2 separate regions of the Canis lupus genome follow, and region 2 is linked to region 1. The links are chromatin contacts, called in public Hi-C maps. All regions are on one chromosome and are shown on one strand. The core of a region is the stretch at or near the end of the contact, and the rest is flanking DNA. Distances in the headings are between cores, read along the strand shown. Region 1 overlaps SHLD1 (shieldin complex subunit 1). Region 2 has its middle 79 kb from the start of GPCPD1.

Region 1 (2,624 bases), core at 89-2,588:
TGTTTTGTTTTGGCCATGGGAACATGGGAAGCTGCAAATAGAACAGAAAGGTGGTAACTCCAGCTGCTGTCTTGCTACAACTTCATGCCAAGTTCCCTTGCAAAGCACCCTCTAAAGACTGCGTTTTAAACTGTTTTCTTTTTTTTTAAGTTTATTTACTTAAGTAATTTGTACACCCAACATAGGACTTGAACTCATGACCTCAAGATCAAGAGCCACACACTCTTCCAGGCACCCCAAGAAAACTATTCTTATTACATCCTATAGCATTGTGACTTTGTTCCTGCTCACAAAATAATGCACTTGAGTGGAAAATTTAAATAAATTCTAAAAACAGACAAACAAGCCAAGAGATTTAGCTCCATTTCTTTACAATATATTCAGTTGATAGATCCAGAATTTTCTTCTATTAAGAACTCTTGGAAAATATGGGGAATATTGAAAATGCTGGGAATATTGGGCACAGTATAAGTAAAAGAATGAGGAAGTTACCCATGAGCCAGTGCCATTTTAGAAGTCAAGTTTGAGGAAGAATGGGTTAAAATAATATTCCATGTTTTTAGCCAGTAAAAACCTAAGCAGCTGTTCTCAGTCTACAATCTGGAGATGGTGCCCGGCAATTGCTTGCTTTGGGGCAGTGTTTGAGTCTGCTGCCCTCTAGTGACAACTTTTTACAGATTCCTGAACCTTACCAAGAACAAGAATTTAAGCCTTTTTATAATTCATTCTTTGCAGTTTTTGTGCCTACTAAAGATAAAGCTTCCAAATTATTAGAGATTATTTTCTCAGAATCTGAGAAGCTAACTTGTCTTAAGGCTACCAATGTTAAGTCTAGTGACCGTACATGTGTTGTGTAATTTGTGGACACGTTTTCATTTATCTTGCTTGATTGATAGGAGGCTAGAAAACAAAGGTAGAAAATGATATCTGATTTTTCTTTTGCATTTGGCAAGAAAAAGTTGTGCTTTTCTGCAAAGATAAGACCAAAGGATTTAAATTTGCCCTATTTGATGAAGTTATAGCAGCATGAAAGGGTAATGAGATTTTAAAAATCTATTGGGATTTCTAATCTGACATGATGGCCTAGCCATTACTTCCTACTAAATACAACTATAAACCATGGAAACGTGAGAGGCAGTCGAAGAATATTGAGCAATGGTAAGAAGATGAATTGCTTTTTGGGCTCTAGGACCAAAGAAGGAGCAGCAGAGGCAGGATGTCTTCTGTCCTCCCACCCAGCAGAAGGAGGTGCATTTCAGCCTGCAACCCAGCAGCTAGAAGGGGCCCAGGTAGGCTCATTTCTCCCCAGGACTGACCGGTTGGTCATCCTACATCACCAGGAGAGCCCAGCAACCAACAAGAGGGAATCTGTAGAAAATCTGTAAGAGTAAGTGGCCAGAGGAAGCCCTCTCCTCTCAGACCTCTGCTAAGACAGGCCCAGGTGGCCGGGGCGTGAGCAGCGGGATTCTGTTAACACAATAAGTGACCTGGCTGGAGAAGCCCCTTTGTCTCTGTGGACCTGAGACTCCCCTTGCTCCCTGTCCTCTTACATTCACTGGGCCAGCTGGGCAGCAGCTAGTGGCACTGGAAAAGGGGGCCTGAGATCAGCCACCCCCAAGAGACACCCACAGGCTGGGCTGGTCCCTCGGGCAGCACTAGCGGGGGCCTGTGGGAGCCTTAACTGTACCCAATAAATCAAGGAGACCAAGGAAACAGCAAAGGCTCTGAAAATTAAACTGTCCTTAGAACCACAACCCATAAAAGCAGCCCATGGCCTGTGTGCTAAACCTAAACAGGATGGCTCTGTGCTAAAATAAAGGGTTTTTTTTTTTTTTAACTTTTTTTTTTTTAATTTTTAAAATTTATTTATGATAGTCACACAGAGAGAGAGAGAGAGGCAGAGACACAGGCAGAGGGAGAAGCAGGCTCCATGCACCGGGAGCCCGATGTGGGATTCGATTCCGGGTCTCCAGGATCGCGCCCTGGGCCAAAGGCAGGCGCTAAACCGCTGCGCCACCCAGGGATCCTAAAGGGTTTAAATAGGACCAAGATCACTCGTCTGACCAAGAGCCAAAAGTCACGAGTTGAATGAGTCAAGTCACTGAGACAAAGTAGGCATTGGAATTAACTGCTAAGAATTTAAAAGCAATCACCATAAAAGCTCTTCAACAATCAATTACAAGTTCTGTTGAAACAAATGAAAAAATAGAAAATTTCAGTGAGGAAATCCAAGTTATAAAAAAAGCAAATGGAAATGATTGAAATAAAATCTACAGTAGCCAAAAATTTGATAAATTGGACCTCCTCAAAATTAAAAACTTTCTCACTCTCTGCAAGCCCACATTAAGAGGTTGAAAGGGCAAGGTACAGACCAGGAGAAAATATTTGCATATCTGCTGTCTAACAAAGGACTAGTGTCTCCAGTATATAAAAAACTGTCAAAACCCAACTGTAGAGGGGCACCTCGGTGGCTCAGTCGGTGAAGTGTCTGCCTGCAGCTCAGGTCATGATCCCAGGGGTGGGATCAAGGCCCCATAGGGGCTCCTTGCTCAGGAGGAGCCTGCCTCTCCCTCTGCCCCTCCCTCTGCCCCATCCCCTTGCTTGTGCTTTCTTTCTTGCTCTCT
Region 2 (2,624 bases), core at 45-2,544, 210 kb before region 1:
ACGTTGTACTTAAGTAACTGGATGGTGAATGGATGAAAAGACAGGTAGGCAGGCAGGTAGGAGGGAGACAGGTGAAGTCTGTTTGATGCACTTTTACCTCACCTGCACAGAGAACATCCATGGGGAATCCTGCCTCCCCATGGCCACTCCAAGCCTGGCAGTTCATACTCACCCACCTGACTCAGGCACTCAGGCACCAAGCACATTTGGGGGAAGGAAACAAAATTCAGTTCAGGATAAAGAAATAGGAAATCAGAAGTCCGTGTCTTATTATTATTATTATTGAAAATGCCAAACCCATGTAATGCATAGCATTGTGTGTGTATAGTTAACGGTATTATGTTATGTACTTGAATGTTGCTAAGAGATTAGATCTTAAATGTTCTCACACAAAAAAGAAATATAGGGTAGCCTGGGTGGCTCAGGGGTTTGGCGCCTGCCTTTGGCCCAGGGCGTGATCCTGGAGACCCGGGATTGAGTTCTGCGTCCGGCTCCCTGCATGGAGCCTGCTTCTCCTTCTGCCTGGGTCTCTGTCTTTCTCTGTGTGTGTGTCTCATGAATAAATGAATAAAAATCTCTCTTTTTTTTTAAATCTCTTTTTAAAAAAAGAAATATAATTATGTGACATGATGGAAGTAATAGCTAACACTATGCTGGTAATCATTTGGGGATATTTAAGTGTATCACATCAACACATTGTACACCTAAAACTCACACATGTCATATGTCACAATTAACAAAAAAAAAAGAAAATGCCAAATCCTATCAGAACGTATTTGGCATATGGGTTTCCACTAGAAATAATGTCTCTGATTTCTGATATAGCACACTCTTGGTATATGTGGCTTATATAAGCTATATAAAGCCTTCATATTAACCCTGTAGGTTGGGCATTAACTCTTTCTCCAATCAGGAGAATGTGGTATCGTGTAACTTTCCTAAGTGATCTATCTGGGAAAAAAATGAATTTATTTAAGTGGAAGTCTTTTGCACCTTGCTAAGGAGAGTGAAATATCATCTAAGAGAATCAGGGATTAAATGCATGAAGAACTGTTAGATATCGGGCCTAGCCCTGCAGACCCACTGAGGCTGGCTAGTGGCTGAATGTGGTGGAAGCTGGGTAGAAGTGCTGCTTGCCCTTCTCCAGCATGTTCAGTTGTGTGGGTCAAGATGCAGACTTGGAAGTGAGGTGGATGTAATCAGAGGGGTGTGATGAAGCAGGACAGGGTGGGGCCTGGGGGCACAGGTGAGGAAGGGAGTTCAACAACTGACTGTCTAAAGCTGGACAAGGCAGGAGGCATGCTGTAGTTAAGGATGAATCAATGCACTGGTGGTCTTGTTGGGAGGAGGACACACAAGGAGGTGGAACAGTGATAGGAGTGAGGGATGCATGTTCTGTTCTGAAGGGGTGTCAACAGTGGGCAGAACAGGTCTAGGGTATGACCGTGGGAATGAATGGCTGAGCAGACAAGATCATTGGTGGAGAACTGAAAGCCCTTATGTTGGAAATATTATTTAAAGATGTTGATATTTCCAAGGCTCATGACTGGAGAGTGTTCTAGAAAGTGACAGTGAGCCAGGAAGGGAAGTCTTCAAGGAAGAGAGGCATCTACCCAGGCTTTGTGGTAAAAACGAGGGAGGATGTCCCAGGACAGTGAGTGTTGAGGAAGATACTCATCCACCTTCAGGCCCATAGATACACGAAAAGTCTAGAAAAGACCCAAAGCTTGAGAGGGCAGCAGGGAAAATGAGGTTTCACTCAGATCTGCACAGTCTAATATAGCAGATGCCAGCCACACATGGCTACAGAGCACTTTGAAATGAGCAACTGAATATTTAATTGAATTCCAATTAAGTTAAAATTGAAGCACTATAAATATTTTTTCTGTTAAACACAGCTTTAATGTTCTGGCAGGACTAAATTTCACTTTAACCATCAAAAAACCAAATTTAAATATACCCTAAGTGTAAAATACACATCAGATTTCAGACAGTATGAAAAAAAGATATAAAATATCTCATTAATATTTCTATACTTTTTTCTTGTTGAAATATATTGGACTACATAAAATATATTTTTGCATTTTAGATCTATTGTGTTTGATGAAATACATTTTTAAAAAATATTTTATTTATTTATTATGAGAGACAGAGAGAGAGAGGCAGAGACACAGGCAGAGAGAGAAGCAGGCTCCATGCAGGGAGCCTGATGTGGGACTCGATCCTGGGACTCTGGGATCACGACTGAGCCACAGGCAGACACTCAACCACTGAGCCACCCGGGCATCCTAATAAAATATATTATTAAATTAATTTTATCTGCTTTTTTATTATTGCAGTATAATTGACATATAATGTTATATTAGTTTTACCTGCTTTTTTTCTACTTATTTTAATGTGACTACTAGAAAATTTAGAATTACACCTGTGGCTCACATTATATTTCATTGGGCAGTGCTGGATTAAAGAATGATGATGAAGGGACAGCTAGAAAAGAGGTAGAAGACACAGGGCACTTAGCTGACACCTGCCCAAGTGTTCCAGAAGGCATGGTGGAATGAATAAATAAATAAATAAATAACCAACAGCATGTACTGAAAAACAAAAACAAAATTCAAAAAGAA

The links. Hi-C and Micro-C count contacts between places; a contact is called where the count stands out from the background.
Region 2: a contact with region 1 is called in a Hi-C map of skin fibroblasts, with 3 times the contacts expected there. The contact joins two enhancer-like sites. A contact is called at or near these places in 6 of 9 Hi-C or Micro-C datasets (amygdala, blood and skin fibroblasts).

Annotation. Positions count from the first base shown.
Region 1 is chr24:16,464,030-16,466,653 of UU_Cfam_GSD_1.0, reverse strand. The region is part of intron 2 of SHLD1 (shieldin complex subunit 1); the gene reads left to right. It overlaps LOC119865581 (cytochrome c oxidase subunit 7B, mitochondrial-like), which reads right to left. Exons shown (of 2, transcript XM_038572970.1): 2 at 1-31. Among named protein-coding and RNA genes, the nearest start is that of SHLD1, 21 kb to the left of the region's middle. Within about 2 kb of position 1,338, at least 2 of the 20 cell types and tissues checked have an H3K27ac peak or open chromatin away from gene starts, as enhancers often do.
Region 2 is chr24:16,675,886-16,678,509 of UU_Cfam_GSD_1.0, reverse strand. No RefSeq gene overlaps it. Among named protein-coding and RNA genes, the nearest start is that of GPCPD1, 79 kb to the right of the region's middle. Within about 2 kb of position 1,294, at least 2 of the 20 cell types and tissues checked have an H3K27ac peak or open chromatin away from gene starts, as enhancers often do.